Regions from separate parts of the Mus musculus genome. Here region 1 is linked to region 2. The links are chromatin contacts, called in public HiChIP or PLAC-seq maps. All regions are on one chromosome and are shown on one strand. Each heading gives the region's core, a stretch centred on a gene start, on an enhancer-like site or on the middle of the called end of the contact. The rest is flanking DNA. Distances are from core to core; before and after follow the strand shown. Region 1 holds the start of Zfp341 (zinc finger protein 341). Region 2 overlaps Cbfa2t2 (CBFA2/RUNX1 translocation partner 2).

The links. HiChIP or PLAC-seq counts read pairs in DNA pulled down with a chosen protein or histone mark.
Region 1: a CTCF HiChIP or PLAC-seq map of the NIH/3T3 cell line shows a contact between it and region 2, with 12 read pairs. The contact joins the promoter of Zfp341 here to the enhancer-like site in region 2. A contact is called at or near these places in 2 of 39 promoter capture datasets (macrophages and neural stem cells), 2 of 15 datasets of contacts at CTCF or cohesin (CD8 T cells and the NIH/3T3 cell line), 1 of 484 Hi-C or Micro-C datasets (the N1E-115 cell line), 5 of 115 datasets of contacts at active chromatin or transcription factors (embryonic forebrain, embryonic limb bud, embryonic stem cells and 1 more) and 3 of 9 other capture datasets (adipose tissue, liver and pancreatic islet).

What each region holds. Positions count from the first base shown.
Region 1 is chr2:154,611,759-154,616,209 of GRCm38.p6, forward strand. Zfp341 (zinc finger protein 341) reads left to right here and starts at 1,610. Exons shown (of 15, transcript NM_199304.1): 1 at 1,610-1,644. The coding sequence starts at 1,614.
Region 2 is chr2:154,515,777-154,520,253 of GRCm38.p6, forward strand. It overlaps Cbfa2t2 (CBFA2/RUNX1 translocation partner 2), which reads left to right. Exons shown (of 11, transcript NM_172860.2): 5 at 41-222; 6 at 1,933-2,186. Among named protein-coding and RNA genes, the nearest start is that of 1700003F12Rik, 31 kb to the right of the region's middle. Within about 2 kb of position 1,320, at least 23 of the 459 cell types and tissues checked have an H3K27ac peak or open chromatin away from gene starts, as enhancers often do. A contact at or near this core is called in the NIH/3T3 cell line, where this site is marked.

The DNA of each region.
Region 1 (4,451 bases), core at 360-2,859, 96 kb after region 2:
AAACATAGGCCATAGACCAGGAAGTAAATGAGGGGTGGAGAAGAGGAGCCATGGCTTCAGATAATTTTTATTCTGGTACAAGGAGAAGCTATGTTAGTCAGGGTAGTTGGTCAGGAAAGGCCTCTTTGAGGAGGTAGATGACCCAAGAAGCAGTGGTGTCAGCTGTTAGGAAGGGTAATGGAAGCTGGAGAGAATAGTAAGTACAAAAACTGAGGTCAAAATTAAAGGTCAAGGGTTGAGGTGGAGCTAAAGTAGATCACCAGCTTAGCATTCATTCACCAGGCTCTGTATGCAGCCCTGCCCTCTTCGAGCCCCACACACTCAGGGCAGCTGACACTATTAAGTGAGACTATTAAGTGAGCCAGCATTACAGAACTTTGTGCAACAGAGGACAGTTAAGTCAGAAACTCACAACTAGTTAAAGTGTCAGTAGAGTGTTTAGCCACAGTAGGACTTCTATCTCATCTTTTCCTCTTTCCAAGACTCAGGCATCATGGTGAATGTCGGGGTGGAAAGATATAAGAGCCAGAGTTTGGGGAGGCCTGGGGTGAAATCGTGTCTTGGAAATGGCAGGGCTACAGCACTTGCAAACTCAGACCAGCTGTAGCTTTCTCCACCTGCACAGGATCAAGCCAGTCATCATTCCAGAATGCATGGATGAGGACCTCACAAATCCCCAGAGGTCTGTCTTGGGAGAGAAAGTCCTCTAAGTGTATATGTAGTCCCTGATAAACCATGTTCCAGTGGATGACCCCACACTGACACACTGATCAATATAATGTACCAGCAGTTCAAATTGGACTTCATGGATTATAAACAAAACTTAGAGACGGCTCAGCTGGTAAAAGCACTTGCTGCTGGACTGAGTTCAGTGCCAGGGTCTCACATGATGGAGGGAAGAGAATCGATTCCGGAACGTTGTCCTCTGATCTTCACACATGTGTTTTGTTGTGTGTCTGTGTGTAGATATATGCCATGTGTGTCCATATACACAAAACAAAATTAATAATAAATGTAAAAACGACGACATGAAGTTGGGAGTGGATCCCCTCCCTATGAGTTTGAGCTAGGAATGGCTGAAATGGTAATAGGGTCGTCAAAGAAATGGGGTCTCAGAGAATCACAGTCGAGAGGTGTGTGAATGGGAATGGAGGTCCCTCCAAAGCTGGAAATTGGGGTTAAGAAGAGCACTGAGGGAATCTAACATAAACTGAGGAATTAAGACCAGAGATAGGAGTCCTTCGAGAAGGCTGCTTTCCAATCAGCGTGGCACAGTTGCAAGGTGTGGGGTGTCCATGTAACAGACAATCTCGGTGAGGTGGGTTGGTGTTGCAACCTTGAAGAAGACTGTGTGCAGCGATCATGGGGTGCGTGTTGAAGAACTGGGGTCGGTGTCCGCGTTGGGAGGCGATGTGCGAGCGCCGGACGTATGTCTGTGTAGAATTGGAACTACTAGGGGACTGGGTCTCCGGCCGGACAGCGGGGCAAGCTGTTTCCGGGGCAGGGGCTTCGGCGTCGGCTCCTGGGCGCCCCCTGGCGGCCCCGACCCCGCCGCGGTTCTCACAATGCTTGCGTAGCCCCGCTCCGACTCCCCGGGCGGCGGCAGCTCCAAGATGGCGCAGGCGATCTTCGAGGCCCTGGAGGGTGAGCGCGTCGGGCCGGGGCAGCGGCTGTTCCGCGTGGCGCCCCCTCCCGCCGCGCCCTCGCAGCGCCGGGCCCAGGGCGCGTGGAGGCCGCGGGGCGGAGGGCGGAGGGCGTCCGGGCCGGAACAGCCGCGGGGCGGGAGGGGGCGGGAACAGCCTGGGAGCGCCGGCTCTGCGGGGAGGGGGCCTCGGGACCGGAACAGCGCGGCAGTCGAGGCCGCCGGCGCGGGAGGGTGCACGCCCAGGAAACAGCCGGGGGCCTGGGCCTGGAGAGACGGCGGTGCGGGAGGGCTGGGCGGCTCAGCTGCCCAGTCGGGCGCCCGAACCACTCAGAACGTCCCGAGACCCACGGTGGCCTCCGGGCTGGGATGTAGTCCTACTAAGTCCAGAGCAGAGAAGGAGGCGCCGCCTGTGTGCACAGCGGAGTCTGGGAGAGACCACCGGCCCAAACCAGTAAACACAGGGCACCCACCGTGCTCCGATCTGAGCCCTGCACGCGTGTGCCTGCTTGGGCTACTCTGGTCTCCGATCGAATCGGATTCGATTCTGTGATCTGCAAGATCGCCGTGGTGCATGGGCCCCAGGCTCTGGAGAAAGGGAGCTCTGAGCGCCACCATGTGCACCTGCTGGAGTTTAACAACAAAGGATGGCTCTAGAGACAGGAGAGGAGTTGGACACAGTAGTAGCCTTGTGGGTGGAGGGTGGAGTGAACAGCCCGAGTGGAAATCTGTGGGCCGGGCCGGCAGAAGGAAACCAAGGCTTGTAGTTCACTAGCTTCTTGGAGGATGAGCTCTCACCTGAGTCTTACCTTTGAAAGAAATCCAGTGATTCTTACTAAGCCAGATTCACTTGTCCTCATCCTCCTTCATTACTACCCCACCTCACCCCGCCGTCAGAATTGTGGGAAAGAATAGTAAAAGAAGGCAATCTCAGGCAGGGTTTGCCGTGCATGCTCATAATCCCAGCGGTTGGAAGACAGGCAGGAAGATCGTTAGCCTCGGCCACATAAGGATTTTGAGGCCAGCTTTGGCACCATGAGACTTTCAAAAACCAATTAGGAATATATGTGTACATACATATACTCAATAACAACTTTTTTTAAAAGGCCATGACTTTGAAGGAGAGTGGAGAGGTTATATGGGAGGTTTGGAGGGAGAAAAGTGAAGGGCGGAATGTCCTAATCAAATTATAATCTCAAAAGTATTAAAAATATCATTGTACAGAAAATAAAAGGGGGGAAAAACCACAAAACAACGGGAACTCAAAAAAGAAGACTGCAAAGGTGACCCCAGCTGGTGTGTTCTGTGAAGAAAATAGCAGGGGTGGTGTGGATCTGGGTGGTCAGTCAGGGTCGTGGGTGTTCGTTCCCTTTTGGAGGACAGTGGGGTATTGCGTGTGGTCAGGTCGTGGGTGTTCATTCCCTTTGGAGGACAGTGGGGTATTGCATTGTTTAAACGTTTCGTACAAGCATATGCTTGTGTATTAGCTAAAGAAAAAATTAAATAGGATTCGAGAAGTGTAGTTTCACTGGCCTTGAAAGGTCCCCAGGACCAAAATAAATAAAATTTCTACGAGAAGAACAGCAGGTGTGTGGCGATCCAAATAAAAGGGCATCGGAAGGACCAGGTGGTGGAAGCCAGGGAGAACAAGATTTCCCATAATTCCCGGTGCAGTGTAGCGGAGCGGCTTGAGAAAAGCCCTCCTCAGATCTGATGAGGCTTCTGAACTTTATCTTGGGATCAGTGTGGTGCTAAAAAAAGGTTTTCATCAGGGGAGCCACATCATCTGATGTATGTTTTATAAAGTTCACCCCGGCTTCTGGGGAATGCGGGGGGGGGGGGGGTATGGTGAAGGGCAGCAGGGAGTGTAAGGAGCTCGGCCAAGCGGCTGGAGAGGGTGGATCCCAGATATATTTGGGAAGCAGAATAGGTTAGATTTGCCAAAAGTCTAGAAATGTCAGGAAGGAAGCAGTGGGGTGAGGGAAGATTCCGGGAGCGCACCAGGGGCCTTGATGGGAAGGAAGGAAGGAAGGGCAGTGTGCCCGGCTTGTACTGATGGACTTCACCAGAAGGGAAAGGAGCGGAGGGTGGAACGTTTAATTAAGGGCTTTATGTTTTCGACCTTTTTTTATATGTATGGTCTGTATGTGTGCATACTTAGGTCACAGCATGCATGTGGAGGTCAGAGAACAACTTGCAGGAGTCAGTAGGTCCTAGAAGCCAAACTCAACTTGCCAAGTGCCTTCACCCACTGTGTGAACCCATCTCACAGGCCCAATATTTTATCTTGAAAAAAAATTTTTTTTTGTTTTTCCTCCTGAAGTTCTAATAGACAGAGTGATTCCAAGAACCCGACTTCTCCCGGTGATAACAGCTTGTGTTCTTCATGCTATGGAGCCTCACTGCCCACAGTTCAGGAAGCCTGCGTCACTTCCAGCCACATCCTCCCTTCTCTCACCCTCCTTTCTCCTGACTTTATCTGTTCCTCACCTGTGAAATAGACTATTATCAAAGTGAGCCACAAGAGCCTTGACACACGTCATTTCCTCAAGACACCTCTACGCTGTATGTGCCCCCCCCCCCCACTCCCCAGTAGTATCATAGAGAAAGACAACTTCACTCAACAGGGCAAGGGAAGAACATTGAGGAAAATACTGAGTTAAGGACCTGAACTGCAAAGTGAAAGTGAATGGAGTTGGCCAAGAAAGATGGGTCCAACTTTCCATTTGCGATTTTTTTTGCCATGGACAGATATGTTGCAAGCATTCTCAATCTTGTTGCCTGTGTAATTTGAAAATATATTAAACGA
Region 2 (4,477 bases), core at 70-2,569:
TAGCTAGGGCTCAGAAGAAAACTGCCTCTTTATTTTCAAGGCCAACCTGCCCCTGCTGCAGCGAGAACTGCTGCACTGTGCCCGGGCTGCCAAGCAGACCCCGTCCCAGTACCTGGCCCAGCATGAGCACCTTCTGCTCAACACCAGTATCGCATCTCCTGCTGACTCTTCTGAACTGCTCATGGAGGTTCATGGAAATGGAAAGAGGCCCAGTCCGGAAAGGTGAGCAGGGAAGAGGTCTGTTTTGTTTTTCTGGAGCCACTCTGCTTTAAAAGGAAGAGGGTTTGGTTGTTGGGTGGTAGACAATGTCTTAGACTTTCCAAGATTAGTTTTCCTTTGTCCCAACAACTCTTCAGTTGACACATTCCTTTTGAGGACCTCTGCCCTGGAGTTTACGCAGGTTCACTGTCCCAGAAGTGGAAGAAGAGCAGTCATTAGTCAGTCATCCTTTACTCTTGTTGTTCTCTACCTTAAGATAGAGCTGGCGCTGCAGGTTGAAGACTTAGCTCCCAGGATTGTCCTCTCGCTTAAGCTAACTACAAGTGTCAGGTTCTGTGAATACTGTCCTGTCAAACAACTGTGCCCCCTCTGCTTTTTTCTCATAGGCTGTTTCTGAATGATCTACAAATTGGGCTTCTTTTGGTGGAAGTGGGGTTCACGACAGGGTTTCTGTGTAGCCCTGGCTGTCCTGGAACTTACTTTGTAGACCAGGCTGTCCTCAAACTCACAGAGATCCACCTGCCTTTGTCTCCTGAGTGCTGGGATTAAAGGCATAGCACCACTGCTGGGCTAAATTGAGCTCCTCAGTATTGTTTAATTGTTCATTGTCTCAGAGAACTCAGGAACATTAGCTGGCTAATGATTAAGGATGTGTTCGTCGGATACTGATGAACAGTAGGCAAAGGCAAGGCACAGAGTGGCACTGGGTATGTGGAGTGGGCCTGTCCTCTCCTGGTAGTTGCACCACCATCTCCAAAGAGACGCCACACATACATACTCAGCTCTTCAGACATTCTTGTCTATCTTGTCTGCTTCATTCCTTAAGTGTGATTGAAAATGGCTAACTCATGATCGACTTAACCTTCAATCACCTCCCCTCCCTAGGGGTGGATAGTGTAATTCTGCCTTGGTCCTTCCCATAACCAGCCCCAATCCTGAATCTACCTAGTAGTTGCCAGCCTACAGTTGGCTTCTTAGACTTAGCACTTGGAAGACTCTAAGGACTTTATGACTAGCATGTCAGGAAGTAGGATAAAGTGGCTGCCACAATAGTATATGAGTTGTTGAGGAAGCGGTATTGAACAGCAGAAGGCTTATTACAGTTGAAGCTGTGTTACTAAGACCCATAATGAGTCATAGAGGCAGCCTTTCTTCCCAGGAAATCACCTCCATAGTCAGAAATTTGACCTTCTGCATTCCTAAACTTTCTCAGTTCTTGTCCCATTCAGTTTCTCTTTTCCTGTGTCACGGTTATATGGTTCTGCCTGCCTACTTAGGGGTGAATTTGGCCTGTCTTCATGCTGGAATAAAGAAGCATTTACGAATTGTGTCTAGCCTGAAGACAGTTTGGTTCCTGCCTCTAGGTATAGGAACACACACCAGAAGAGGCACAAAAGTCAGATGTCTAGTTTGGCTGACAGCTGGAAGAAGGGCTGAAGGGCTGGGAGTATAACAATATGAAGCATGTGCTTAGTATATGGGCTGCAGCACCCAAAATAACCATTCTTGCTTTGGAATCTTCAGAAAAATAGCAGTCTTCCTGCTTTGGAAAGTGAATAGAACAAAACATAGTGTGCTCTAGAGGGTTCCAGGTTTCATAGCATCTAAAGGGGGGTGAGACTCTGGGAAGAAACAGCTATTCTGAGACTCGTAGGGATGTTAACATGAACACTTCTTGACAGGCTCCTATAAGCACTTCAGTTTCTTCTACAGGAGGGACGAGAATAATTTTGAAAGAGATACAGTTCCTCCTGAACCGCCTGCCAAGAGAGTGTGTACTATCAGCCCTGCTCCTCGGCACAGTCCCGCCCTCACTGTTCCCCTTATGAATCCTGGGGGCCAGTTCCATCCTACTCCACCACCTCTTCAGCACTATACACTAGAAGACATTGCAACTTCTCACCTGTATCGGGAACCAAACAAGATGCTAGAACACCGAGAAGTTCGTGAGAGGCACCACAATCTTAGTAAGTGATCTCAGCCCCATGGTAATGCCTTCATCTGGAGGGAGTTCACAGACTGCTTTCCTGCTCAGTGATAAAGCCAAATAATAGCGGCATTGCCTTTTTTCTGTTGATACGATGATGTTATGTAGCTGGACATAGTGGCACATACTTCTGATTCCAATACTGTAAAGGCTGAGGCACAATGATCGGCCTACAGTCATCTTCATCTGCCTAAGGAGTTTGTGGGTTGCCTATGCTATAAATAACGATTAATGAAAGGGCTGGGCATGGTAGCACACTTATTAGCAGCCAGGAGGGTTACCCCAAGTTGGAGGCAAGTTTGCTCTACAGGAATCCCAGGTCTGACGCAGCTTATTTGGCTCTACCTGTGTAATCTAATGGAAATTTCTTAGGCTCTTGAGCCTGAGAGTAATAAGTTCTGAAAAGAATTCTGAAATGGGGGCTGGCAAGATGACTCAGTGGGTAAAGGGCACTGACTGCTCTTCCAAAGGTCCGGAGTTCAAATCCCAGCAACCACATGGTGGCTCACAACCACCCCTAATGAGATCTAATGCCCTCTTCTGGTGCATCTGAAGTCAGCTACAGTGTACTTATGTATAATAATAATAAATAAATCTTTTTTTAAAAAAAAGAATTCTGAAATGAATGAAGATATCGTTACCATCTCTGCTCTTTTGCTAGGTTTGAAATGCCTGAAGCATGGGACTGTGTAACTATTAAATTTAGAAATAAACACTTCATTTTAAAACAGAAAAACACCTACAGATTCCTAATTTGAGATCAATTTTGGAAAGAGCTTTTTGTCCCATTCTCTTCTGGAGTCTGTTTAGCATCTATCTGGCAAAAGAAAAAAAACACAAGTGGCTACCATTTTGTAGGGTTTCCTTTACCTTCCATTTTTTAGTGACACCTTGTGGAGAACACAGTGATTCTTTCCCATTCTGACTTAGGCTAACTAAGGCACCAACCTCAGTAGGGCCTCGGGCAGCATGCAGCTCTTAGTGCGTGCAAAGGCCATGAGAGATTTGTCTCCATGCATTTACTGAGTCTCAGCTATACCTCATTATTTGATTCAGTCTTTCCAGAAAGTCTGACAGTCACTAATTTCTTCATACAGAGAAGATCAAAGCAACCGTGGCCAGTGTCACACAGCTAGTAAGTTGTCTTGACAAGATGCAGCTCCTAAGCTGCTGGCTGGAAGTTGAATTTGGCTGTATTGGGAACAGATGATGATCCATACCTTCCTTGGTATCCAGTTCTTATTCTCCCATGCCTCTTTCTTCAGCTGTTAAAAAACCAGACTTGGGGATGGGGGTGCACAGCAAGATGGCTCAGTGAATAAAGACACTTGCCATTTAAGCCTGGGACCTGAGTTTGATTCCTAAAGAGAATGCACTCCAGATAGTTGTTCTCTAACCTCCATGTGTCATCATGATGCACATAAAGATACAACAACAGTAATATTAAATGATTTTAAGAATTATGCTGGTCACCTATAGCATGACTAAATAAAATGAACATAATCCCCTATTTGGGAATCTTATAAAATAGAAGGTTTCCATATGACTTTCCAAACATATTTAGTATTAGTCTGCCAAGCCCTTCCCCTATTCTACCCTCCCGAATTCCCTTTCTATCATTTCCCCTTTACTTCATATCAGCTATGTTCGACTATCCACCATCCTGGCTAGTTTTCTGCCAACCTCACACAAGGTAGAGTCATTTTGGAAGGGGAACTCTCAACTGAGACAATGCCTCCACCAGACAGACTGGCCTGTGGGCACTTGCTTGATTTTTGACTTGGGAGAACTGTTTATCATGGGCAGCACCACCCCTGGACTTCCATGGCCTCTGCATCAGATCCTTAAAAAAAAAAAAAAAAATTATGCTGTCATTTACTTCTTCATATATAGTTTTTGTTCGTTAGAAGAATGGTGAAAGCTAGGTATATCTGTTTTGTTAGATTTTTCTTGTATTTCTAATTCATTTAGGAAAAGCTATATTTACATGTGGAAGTGTACCTTGAAAAAGACTGCTGGTTACCTTCCATGATAACTCCGCCAGTCTGATCAAAGATTTGTTTTTCCTAGACCCATTTAGAAATGTCTACCCTATTTATACTGGTTCTCATTCATCAAACCATCACTTGCTTCTCTCCCCCCCCCCCCCATTGCATCAATAAGTCCACTGCCCATTATTCTCCTAAAATGAAATCTATGGATACTATGGGATATCTTAGATCCATAATTTTAGGGTCAGTAGTCTATGTAACACATAAAAAAGAATTTACA